Linked DNA regions of Mus musculus: all the other regions are linked to region 2. The links are chromatin contacts, called in public HiCAR-type, HiChIP or PLAC-seq and Micro-C maps. All regions are on one chromosome and are shown on one strand. Each heading gives the region's core, a stretch centred on a gene start, on an enhancer-like site or on the middle of the called end of the contact. The rest is flanking DNA. Distances are from core to core; before and after follow the strand shown. Region 1 holds the start of Xrn1 (5'-3' exoribonuclease 1). Region 2 holds the start of Chst2 (carbohydrate sulfotransferase 2). Region 3 overlaps Slc9a9 (solute carrier family 9 (sodium/hydrogen exchanger), member 9). Region 4 overlaps Slc9a9 (solute carrier family 9 (sodium/hydrogen exchanger), member 9).

Region 1 (2,700 bases), core at 68-2,567, 550 kb before region 2:
TTAAGTCAACCAAATTCATACCATCTAATCTTAACTAAAATAAGGGGAAGACAAGTCAGCATTTTCGAACTTTTTATAAGGTTTCTTTTATATGCCAACTTTCATTAGAAGTTAATATCAAAAGAATCCTTTCCAGAGGCTGGATTCTATCTTTAACCTTATAAGTACCTTAAAACAAACAAACAAAAAAAAAACCCCACATAATTGACAACTTCCAGTATTAATACAGTGCTACTTATCACAAATAATTTATTAAGTATACAAATTTCAAAAACGAGTTTTTTTTTTCTGTAAACCAAAGTCATTAAATGTGACATACTACATTATCATTCAAAGTCTAGTTTACCTATTAGAACATTTGGTTTCTCTCCTCCGTCATTCAAACATGCAGATATATTCTAGTATATAGTATATATAAATATACAAATACACACTTTTAGAACTCAAAAAAAAAAAAAACCCGCTGCTGTAGGGTCATTATACACTAAGTGTTAGTAATAATGTTTCGAGATCTTTCTGCCATACTAAAGCCTTTAAGCACCATTCCCCCCACCTCCCCGCCCCATCCCTGCGCTCCATCTAAACGTTTTGTTCGTTTAGACAATAGGGGGGTCGGTCCTGTCTGGGGGCTAACGGGAGCATGAAAAAGTATCACAAACCCAAGACACTAGCTAGCTACAGCAACCGGTCCAGGCATTGAGGTTAAATGCAGCTCTTCACAGCTGGAGTGCTCCGCGATTCCACCACGGGGACGTTAGTGCTTGTATACCGTCTGTTGCTTTGCTTGGGATGAGGGACCCGAGAAGTCGTCCCACACAGCTTCGCAGCCTAAAGCGAAGCTCCAGGTCCGGTTCCCAGGAGGACAGAGAGGGCTCCTTAAAAGCCTTCCCACCAAGGGCTCCTTTGCAAGTCCTGGAGTGCCTTCCCAGGGGGAGCTCAGACCTGCCGCAAGCCACTCTGTTCTGACCTGCCTCTACCTGGTGCGGCTACCCGGGGGCCGCCAAGCCTCCGTTCCCCTTCTCTTCCCCCCGTTCGGCCGCTGACCTGCACCGCGGGCAGCTGGAAGGCCGGGGTCCCACAGCGCAGAGAGGCCCGCGGGCCCGCTTTCTGCGCCGCGGCCTGAGCTCACCCACCTGATGCTCCTTCACCACTTCGCTGAGGCAGGGGTACCGCTCCGAGATCCATCGGTAAAACTTGGGGACTCCCATTTTGACCGTCGACACTAATTCCAGTCGGTGCAGAAACGAAACCAAACACCCCGCCCGGGCCTCCGCCGCCGCCTCCGGCCGTCGCTCGGAGGATGACAACACAAGGTCCGCCAGACCATAGAGCAAACCGTGGGCCTAGAGGGGCAGGACGGCGCTGGTGGGCGGTGGGTCCTGTCTATCCCGCTGCCTCGCTCTTCCATACTCGTTGGTGACAGCGCAAGAGGTGTGATTTGCGCATTAGGTGAGCTCAGGTTTAAAATGCCAGTTGATTGAGGTGTGGACTTGCGGATGGTATAAGAACGTTTAAGAGACAGTTGGTTAGCTTTATGTTAACTTGAAACATGGCAGAGTCGTTAGAAAGAGAAACCTCAACTGAGAAAAACGCTGCTTCCAAATTGGCCTGTGGGAATATTTTGATTACTGATCAATGCGGGAGGGCCCATCTGAATGTGTGCTGCTGCCACCCCTGGGCCGGTGGTCTTTCGGTATGTGAAAAAGGCTGAGTGAACTAGCCAGAAAGCAACATTCCTTCAGAGCTTCTTCAGTTCCTGCCTCAAGTTCCTTTGATGATGGGCTGTGATGTGGAAGTGTAAGCCAAGTAAACTCTTTCCTTCCTAAGTTGCTTTTGGTCATGGTGCTTATAACAGTAATAGAAACCCTAGTAAGAAAGGTATTGGACACTTGCTTTTTGTACTGTGGGCTTGTCCCTCGTGGGATCGTTAAATTTACTATTTTTCAATGTGGACTTGAAAAAGTCTGGTTAGCTTGTGAGAGGAGTAATTCTCTGAGTAATGTAAACCTACAGAAGAGTTTTAATTTTCTAATATTTTAAAGAGTTTTATAGTTTTCCTCTTTATATCTTTTATTAAATTACTTTATTTACATTCCAACCCCCCCCCCCATCCTGACTCCCCCTCCCGGAGTTCTTTAAGCCCTCCTCCCAACTCTGAGAGGGTGCTCCCCCATCTGCTTCCACCTCACATTTCCGCTTAGGTCATCCCCATTGAGTCCTAGTAGCCTCTCACATCCCAGATCTCTGGGACTTTCTAGAGGTTCCCCATGGGCCCTAACCTCCACTGCTGCATGTTGATTAATTCTCCTGGCCCTCTGGGCATCCCTCCTTTCCATACCTGATCCCGCCCCTTCTTTTCCCCTTCCTCTCACCTCTCCGACCCAATTTCCTCCCTCTGCCTCCCATGATTATTATTCCTCTTCGAGGTGGATTTCAGGTATCCACACTTGGGCCTTCCTTCTTGTTAAAGTCTGTGAGTTGTATTGTGGGAAAGAGTAATTTCCCACCATTTCAAGACTCTGGGTTACTCCCCTCATCCACAATTTTTGATACCCTGTTTCAAAACAAAGAAACCAACAAAATTCAAAAAGCCGGTTGTGGTTACTTAGGAGGCATAGGAAGATCAGAAGTTAAAGGCCATCCTCAGGTACATTGTAAGTTCAGGGAGATCCTAGTTGATAAGAAAGCCCATTTCAACCC
Region 2 (2,700 bases), core at 47-2,546:
AAGCCATAAAACAATTGAATTAAGTCATTTTTTTTTCAACAATCCCTGTACCCAGAAGATTCTGTACAATACCCTGAAAAAAAAAAAAGTCGTCAATGGCAACGCTTTAAATTTAGGAGGGTCATCAGCCGAGGTGGGCTGCTCCAGGTAGACTATGATAATTTTGCAGTAATTATGTTTTACTTGTAAAAGCTTCTGAGAGACGGGGGGCAATCAGTCTCCCAGTGATCAGTAGTTCACCTCCGGACCGCAATGACTCATCTTTCTGCCCTTCTAGGTGGAAACTGGAGTACAATCTTTCCTATGTGCCCTCTAACCTCCACCCATCCTGTAGCTGTCCCATTTTACAATGGAAGTTTATTCCCTCATCAGCGAAAGAAAAGTATACAAACCAACGCAGACCAAACTAAAAAGTAACTTTCAACGTCCAAAAACGTTTTCCTTTGCGATCAAGTTCTTTGATCTCATCTCTTCCTCTTTAAAGTCAATGGACTCACTATCACACCACAAATTTAAACAAAGCGCCCTCCCCTCCCCCCAGCAGCCCTGTCTCAGAGGGTGTCAGCAGAGGTGGAAACTCCACAAGCCTAGAACATCTGCCGGGCAGGAGGTGGGGGTGGGATCATCGAAACCTTGTGGCCTTGTCCAAATCCAGGACACTCGGAAAGGTTGCGGAGAGGCATACTCTGAAGCCTCTTCAGTGACCCCGGGCCCAGAAAGATTTATTACTTCCTCCTTGAGGGAGAAACCACAAACCCGCTGGAATGGGCTAGCACCAGGGCCAAGGCTTCAGAACTGGGTTCCCGCTGCACACAGCGCTGTTGGGCGGTGCTGCTCGCGTCCTAGGAGGGGACACCAGTGCTGACCGCTGGGGATGAAAGGAGCGTACGTCCGGGGTATTTCTGCTCAAACTTTTATCACCAACTCTTCTCCAGAGCGAATCCTGGGAGCCGAGTCGTGCAGCTACAGAGAACCCAAGTCTCCGGCTGTGCGGGCGAGCTGGGAATCAGGCGCCGGCGCCGCGCCCCGGGCGCACCTAGAGCTCTGTTCTGCTACTAACGGCTGGAGGCCCTAGCAGCGCCTCCTTGAACCGGGTCGCATCTCCAGCCCCTAAGGAGGTGGCGGCGGGAGTCTGGAGCTGCGAGGAGGGCGGGTGTGGGACAGGCAGAGGAGGAGGGGAGCACGGCGAAGGGGAGGAGCCGGGGCGACAGACGGCGGCGCGCACCAACCCCGAGCGGGCTGGCAGGAGCCGCGCAGAGGCCGGCCCGAGCGCGTTGCAGGCGCCCGGCGTAGGGGGAGTCGGGTAGCAGCATCCTCCCGGGCGCCGCTTTAGTGCGGCCGCGGCGGGGGCTTCCTCTGCCTCGGGACCTCGTAGGGCAGAAGCCGCTGGTGACGCGGGGGTGGGGGGTCCCGCTCTTTTGCCTTCAGCTAGGTGTACAGAGTCCTGGGCCAGTCCGCGGCCACGGAGCGCCGGGGCTCGCCTGAGCCGCCCGCCAGGACATCCTCCGGGTGATGGAAGAAGCAGCCGCCGCTGCGGGGCCGCGCTGCACCCTATCCGCGGCCGCCGGAGGGATGGGAAGGTTCGCTACGTGGAGGCCAAGAGAGAGCGATGGAGAGCAGAACAGCCTGGAGCTGGGGCGTATGTAAGCCACCCCCCACTGTCGCCTCCTGCCTGCTTCGTGCCCCAGAGCCTGGAGGGAAGCAGCGGTCCCGAGAGACCTAAGGAGACGTCGCTGGAGCCGGGACGCGCCGCGCTCGGTGGAGCGCAGAGCTGGGCTCCGGGCCCGGTGAAAGTTTCCCCTCCCGGGGTGCAGGGCGCCCGCTGCTGGAAAACTCTGCCTAGGGCTAGGGCAGCGGAGTCTCGCGGCTCCCTCGAAGGCTTGGGGACCCCTAGCAGAAGAGAACCGGAGAGAAACCGAGGAGAGTGCTAGCCGGACAGTCCGCCGGTCGGGGATCTGGGGACGCTCCGAGGCGCACCCTCCGCTCCAGGTGAGTGGAGGAGCCCGCAGACTAGAGGGTGGGCGTTACTCAGGCGGAGGAGGCATCTGGACCGGAGACTGGGCTCACCCATTCACTCCGCTTCCCCTCGCAGGTCCTTCTCGGAGCCGCTGCCATGGGAGAGCCAGCCCTGGGCGCCGGGGACCAGCAGCCTCTGCCGCCGCGCCCGCCTCGGATCGGCGGCCCCAGTCCCGGCGCCCGCAGCCGGCCTGCAGCGTCCCCCTCCTGGGCTGCAGGGCCGCCTCCGCCGCGCCGCCGGCCCCGGCTGTGCCTGTGATGAGCCGCAGCTCGCCGCGAGCTCTGCCCCCCGGTGCGCTTCCCCGGCCGCTGCCGGCCGCGCCTGCCGCCGTGCAGCGGGCCCTGCTCCCGCCGTGGCCCCGGCGCGCAGGACGCCGCTGGCCTGCGTCCCCGCTCGGGATGAAGGTATTTCGCAGGAAGGCGCTGGTGCTGTGCGCGGGCTATGCACTGCTACTGGTGCTCACGATGCTCAACCTCTTGGACTACAAGTGGCATAAAGAGCCGCTGCAGCAGTGCAACCCCGACGGGCCTCTGGGTGCCGCGGTAGGGGCGGCCGGGGCCGGCTGGGGACGGCCGGGGTCGCCTCCTGCAGCGCCACCCCGCGCTCACTCTCGCATGGACCCCCGCACCCCGTACCGCCCTCCTGCCGCGGGCGTGGGGGCAGTTCCCGCAGCCGCGGCTGGG
Region 3 (2,700 bases), core at 90-2,589, 710 kb after region 2:
GCTGAATCCAGGTAGAAGTGATACCTACTCCTTCCATGTGGCTCCTACATCTTTGCTAACCTCTCTTTTCCCTTTCTCCCCTAGTCCCTACATTGTAACCTCCCTACCCACCTTGCTTTCCATCTCTACACTGCTGAACTCCCATCTGCTTCTCTATAGCTGCAAAACGAGGCCAACAGAAAAGTCACTGAATAAAAGCATCAACAGCCCAACATATACTTTGAATCTTTTAAATGCCGAGTCATATGGCTGTCTCACTTACTCAAATAATACAGTGTTTTATTCTCCCCACCATCACCCCCCCCCCCTTTTAAAAAGGTAAGTCCCTTGAGATTAGTTTGCAGAGACATCGAAGTTGAGCTGTGTAAAAGGAAAACATTGTCGGGTTGCAGTTACTAAAGCCAGCTCAAGGGACGGTTGGTGCTAAAGGAGGTGGCTCTGACAGAATGAGACAGACAGCACTTCACTCAACAAGGATTTGCTTAAAATAAACTGGGCAGATGGCAGAGAGGATTAGTGGGGCTTAAGGTTGAAATAGAGAGGTAAAAATGAAAGAAAAAAAGAAGAGACCTATGTTTTTACACCTGGTTGAGTGACAGCCAGTGTGGCTGTGAAGCGGCTGACTCGGTGGGGGTGGGAAGGTCAGGACCCCTCAGGCCTCCTGGGCCCTGGCTCACTGAGCCCGGCTGTCTGCAACACTTGGAGTTGTGTACTTGATGGAAAGGTCAGAGCCAAGGAGAAACACTCCAGAATCATCCGTGCAGCAGGGTCTCTGGGGAGTAAGTGTCATGGGAAAAACGGGTAGAGGACAAGGCTGGGATGGGGCTTAAGGCGGGGGCTATGGGGGTGGGGGGAGACAGTGAGAGAGAGAGAGAGACAGAGACTGACAGACAGAGGGAGGAAACAGGTAGAGGACAAGGCTGGGATAGGGGTTAGTAGGGGACAGGAGACGGTAAGAGAGAGAGAGACAGAGACTGACAGAAATACAGAGACAGAATGAGAGAGAGACAGACAGACAGGGAGAGATGAACAGAGACAGACAGAGACTGACAGAGACAGAGAAGAGAGAGACAGAAGGAAACATAGAGGGACAGTCAGAGAAAAAGACTGACTGAAACACAGAGACAGAGATACAGGCCGAAGGAAAGATAGCTAGAGGGAGAGACAGACAGACACAGAAACACAGAGACAGAGATGACTGAGAGGCAGACAAAGAGCTCAGCTGCAGAAGAGCCCAATAAAGAATTACAGAACGTTGCTGCTGCTGGATGCAGGTGCCAGCATCAGTGACAGATGCACAGGGAGGCTGGAGCTTTGTGTACATAACCTTGTTCTCAGAATAATTTCTGAGCACCACATCTGGGACACATTTTTCCCAGTTAGTCACCGTCTATGTGAAATTCAATCACTTCAGACAGGGACAAGAATGCAAACCTCCAAAATGAGCTGTGTTTTGCTTATGACTGATCTCTCGAGATCTCCCGAGATGGGCTGGGAAGGGACCAACCTGCCCCACCCTACCCAGATGCTGGTTCCTGGAGCAGCAGCCATGGTTTGGAGGCACTGCTGATCCTTTTCGTTTGCCTTCAGTGGAGAAGTGGGGACAGGGGTTATAGAAGAAGTATGTGCTGAGAAAGCAGGCACAGTGGGCTCCAGGCCCCTCTCTCCTGGGAGTGGGTGTCTTTAGGGACCTGGCAAGTAGGGACTAGATATAAAGGAGGGGTGAAGGGGAGGAAAATAAAGGGACAAAGATGGCAAGCAGGAAAGAGGGAGAAAAATGGAGGCTGAACAGGGGAGTGAAGCAAAGTTAAGAGATTGACAGAGCTTCAGGAGAAAATTAAGTGGTCCAGGCATTGGAGCACGTCAGTGATAACGACTGCCTTTCAATCGGGACATCTCGACTGTGGCTTGGCCACACTAAGGGATGATTATTCATGCAGAAAACACTCTTACGTTTCTTCAGATTTTTATGCAGAGCCCTTAAATCTTAAATGTATTGGTCACTTGTCAGAGTAAGGAGGTGCTTTACATACAGAACGGTCAGAGGCAGGCATTTTTAGAGGAGCTACATCATTTTATGGGAGGCAATGGGAGTGGGAGTTTACCCTGTGCCTGCTCATCTCCTGCCAGGGTTCAGCTTCCCTTCCTACCCTAGATCAGCTTCCCTTCCTGCCTGAGCAGCTTGCCTTCACATGTACTACACTCTGTAAGGCTGTCTTAGGCTTTTATTGAGTGTAAAACCTGGGGCAGCCAAGGCATACATGTCAAGTCCTGATCACTTGGGGGCAGCACAGGGCTGGAAAATCCTAAGCTACAACCATTCTTTATTTTATTTCTGGTCTTAATTCTTCTTCAGGATTCTTTTTATGGGGATGGTGATCTTTTAGATAGGGCTATGCAGTCCTGGGGAATTTGGTATTTGCTATGTAAGCCAGGTTGATCTCAAATTTGTAGCAATCCACCTATGTCAAACTACTAAGTGCTGGCAGGCATGTAACCCACCCAGCTTACATCTGGAAAATGTAAGTGATGTGTGTTTGGTTGAAGTCCATCTTCATCTCAACCAGGAAGCAAGTCAGACAGGACAGTCAGTGTCCTCCCCTTCTCGGACACATTCTTTCATTTTGAAATATGTTTTAGTAAACAATTATCAGTAGCGTGCATTGTCTACATTGTAGGAATTCAGTAAAGATCCATTTG
Region 4 (2,700 bases), core at 41-2,540, 640 kb after region 2:
GCACAGAGCTTGCCATCTGTAAGCTTGAACCATGGAATGAATGAATGAGTGAATGAATGAATGAATGAATGAGCAAGCAACACAGTGAGCTATAAAAAAAAACCCAGCAACAACAACAAAAACAATAAAAACTAAAACAAGCAAACAATAACCAAGTAGAGGCAAAATAGGATTCTGGAAAATCATCCAAATCACACAGGATCCTTCTGATTTCTTCCTCCTGGTCACCAAGGAAGCCTTCGAAAATGAGCTATTCCTTGAGTCTGCTAATTCAATGAAAGACGGGGGGGGGGGGGGGAGGCAGGCAGCCCACACTACCTGTCACAGCACAGTAGCAGTGGGTATGCTCAGGAAAGGGACTCACAAACTCTACTCCATGGTTGTCCTCGGGACCATGAACAACTTGGCATTGCTAAACCTCAGTTTCTTCAACATCTCAATTTCTGCACGTTCAGATTTGCCTTCCAACTCCTCTCCTTCCCCAAGTTTTCTCATTTTTTCCATTTGAGACTCCTGATTATGAAATCTCAAAAAAAAAATGCATGGATTTTTAAATAAATATTGTTATATTTTAACAGTAAATGTTCTTCCAGGAGTCGTCTTTACATAACGCTGTGCTTTGGCCTAAAGCCTCCCTTTTGGCTTGTTGAGTTCCTGGCAAGTCTATGAAACTTCTGTGACCTCATCTCTAGGAAGATTTCTCTCCTCCAACCCAAGCTGCCAACTTGAGAGAGAACTGTCTTTGTCTTGCACTCTTCCTGTGTCTGCACTTTAATAATTCAGCACATACTACCTTAGATTTATCTGCTGCTGTGTCTTTTTCTCTCCTAGTTTGGGAGCTGCCTATACAAAGGAGCCCCATTCTCTGACTATTGTATACTAACATCTTAGCAAGTCTTCATTTATTTGTGAAACAAACATTTACTGATCAGCTACTATATGCCAGACAACATTTTAGGCATTTGGATTCAGAAGAAAACAAGGCTAAACACTACATTTTAAGAAAGCACACACGAAAGGCCTTTGTTGAAATAAGATATAATATTAGTATTGATAATAATTAGCATTGATTATCTCCTCCACAGGACCAATACCTGGGCATTGGATGTCAGAATTTCTAAATAGGGTTAATTGAGGAGGGAAGATCCCCTCTGTGGGCAGCAACATTTCCTGGGCTGAGGCCCTAGACTGAGTACAAAGGAGAAAATGAGCTGAGTATCAGCTGCCCTCCATCCCCCACCATCGTGTGCCCCTCCCACACATGCCTCCAGTCCGCACTCTGATTTTAACCATCCATGCAATGTGACCAGTTACCCCTGCTAGCAGGTTTTCTCGTTTGTGATGGGCTGTACTCTTGAACTGTGAGCCAAAATAAACCGTTTCTTACATCATTTTTGTAGGACATTTTGTTGCAACAACAACTGATGCATGAGTGCTACCTTTCTCCTTTAGAGTTTGTCTAAATCTCAGATATATTTTTAATCAATGCTGAGAAGACCAAAGACTGGGAAATCTCTCTCCCCTTTATTCTTATGTCTGAAGCTCAAAATAGGCGACTGAAGCAAAGGATTTAGTGGAAGGAGCAGCCCCTCCCCCACCTGAGCTGTAGACCTCTAAGGAGAAGGCTGTTAATTGGCCCACTAATCGGTTCCTACAAAAAGGACTAACACAATAACGGACCAATAATGAGACGGCTCTTCTGAGGCTGGCTGCAGCTGGTTTATAAAGAATTAATCATCTGTGGGTCGGTGGGTACGGAGTATTAAGAATGAGGTTCTCTCCTAAATAAATTATTTTCCACTTACTCTGACAATCATAATTGGTGTATTTGAAAAAAATTATTTTAATACACTAAGTGGGACAAAGCTCAGGTTTTCGAGTCATTCTAATAATAGCCCTTGATTAAAATAGCAAGTTATCATGCTTCACATTATTTATTAAAGGTTTACAGCCAGCAATAATAACTCAGTAGACAGCATGGCACATTGAAAATGTCCTGGTAGTATGTTACAATTTAAGATTTGTTCTGGAAGGATTGTGCTTTCCAAATCTTTTATATATTTTCTTCTTGAAAACAACATTTTCTCTCTTGGCATTTTAATCAGTCTTTAGCTGGAATTCTCTCTTTGGGTTTACTGAAAATAATATCTTTTCATTTTCTTATTACTTGCTCTATCCCAGCTACAATTAGCGTTCTCTGCTTGTCACTTACTATTTCCGGCTTTTGCCAAGTTGTTCTGATGAATGGCAGCAGCATTTTTATTTAAGAAAGGCAGCAGGTACTATAGTGAAGTTTGAAACACAAAAATAAAGACTTGATTCCAAACTCACTCAATGCCTATAATAAGAATTAAAGAATTAAAATGAAAACCTCCCCAGACGGCAGATCTGGGAAGTAACCTGAGGGTTTCAAATGATCCATACCTTACATCCAGTGATTGATATCTGACACCAATATTTGTTACAGAAAACATGACTCCCCAGCATTTATGTTGGGGGTTAAGCTAACTCTCTAAATAAAAAGTATTGCTCAATGTAAAATAAAATAAAAATGTGAGTTAACAAAAAGACAGATACCTAGTCTTATTCCACTAACATACCGGCTTTGTTACCACCATCATAATGAACAATGCTTAAATCCATCAATTACACGAAATTACCCATATGTCCTGTTAACACTGTACATACATATGTAACTTA

The links. A called contact is a pair of places that touch in the nucleus more often than the background predicts. HiCAR-type assays count read pairs that join an accessible place to other places. HiChIP or PLAC-seq counts read pairs in DNA pulled down with a chosen protein or histone mark.
Region 1: a Micro-C map of embryonic stem cells shows a contact between it and region 2, with 5 times the contacts expected there. The contact joins the promoter of Xrn1 here to the promoter of Chst2 in region 2. A contact is called at or near these places in 2 of 484 Hi-C or Micro-C datasets (both in embryonic stem cells) and 1 of 115 datasets of contacts at active chromatin or transcription factors (astrocytes).
Region 3: a HiCAR-type map of fibro-adipogenic progenitors shows a contact between it and region 2, with 5 times the contacts expected there. The contact joins the enhancer-like site here to the promoter of Chst2 in region 2. A contact is called at or near these places in 3 of 39 promoter capture datasets (cranial neural crest, embryonic stem cells and second pharyngeal arch cranial neural crest) and 7 of 115 datasets of contacts at active chromatin or transcription factors (embryonic hindbrain, embryonic midbrain, fibro-adipogenic progenitors and 4 more).
Region 4: a contact with region 2 is called in an H3K4me3 HiChIP or PLAC-seq map of embryonic forebrain, with 10 times the contacts expected there. The contact joins the enhancer-like site here to the promoter of Chst2 in region 2. A contact is called at or near these places in 22 of 39 promoter capture datasets (the 3T3-L1 cell line, 3T3-L1-derived adipocytes, the HPC-7 cell line and 12 more), 4 of 484 Hi-C or Micro-C datasets (bone marrow-derived macrophages, cerebral cortex, cranial neural crest and 1 more), 15 of 115 datasets of contacts at active chromatin or transcription factors (VIP interneurons, cardiomyocytes, craniofacial prominence and 10 more) and 2 of 9 other capture datasets (adipose tissue and embryonic stem cells).

The regions. Positions count from the first base shown.
Region 1 is chr9:95,953,377-95,956,076 of GRCm38.p6, reverse strand. Xrn1 (5'-3' exoribonuclease 1) reads right to left here and starts at 1,317. Exons shown (of 42, transcript NM_001311130.1): 1 at 1,134-1,317. The coding sequence starts at 1,208. Gm16794 (a long non-coding RNA gene) reads left to right here. Exons shown (of 3, transcript XR_871036.3): 1 at 1-1,449.
Region 2 is chr9:95,405,866-95,408,565 of GRCm38.p6, reverse strand. Chst2 (carbohydrate sulfotransferase 2) reads left to right here and starts at 1,296. Exons shown (of 2, transcript NM_018763.2): 1 at 1,296-1,989; 2 at 2,093-2,700. The coding sequence starts at 2,275.
Region 3 is chr9:94,700,235-94,702,934 of GRCm38.p6, reverse strand. All of the region lies in intron 2 of Slc9a9 (solute carrier family 9 (sodium/hydrogen exchanger), member 9), which reads right to left. Among named protein-coding and RNA genes, the nearest start is that of Slc9a9, 32 kb to the right of the region's middle. Within about 2 kb of position 1,339, at least 56 of the 459 cell types and tissues checked have an H3K27ac peak or open chromatin away from gene starts, as enhancers often do. A contact at or near this core is called in fibro-adipogenic progenitors and second pharyngeal arch cranial neural crest, where this site is marked.
Region 4 is chr9:94,767,256-94,769,955 of GRCm38.p6, reverse strand. The region is part of intron 4 of Slc9a9 (solute carrier family 9 (sodium/hydrogen exchanger), member 9); the gene reads right to left. Among named protein-coding and RNA genes, the nearest start is that of Mir7656, 17 kb to the right of the region's middle. Within about 2 kb of position 1,290, at least 6 of the 459 cell types and tissues checked have an H3K27ac peak or open chromatin away from gene starts, as enhancers often do. A contact at or near this core is called in embryonic basal ganglia and embryonic forebrain, where this site is marked.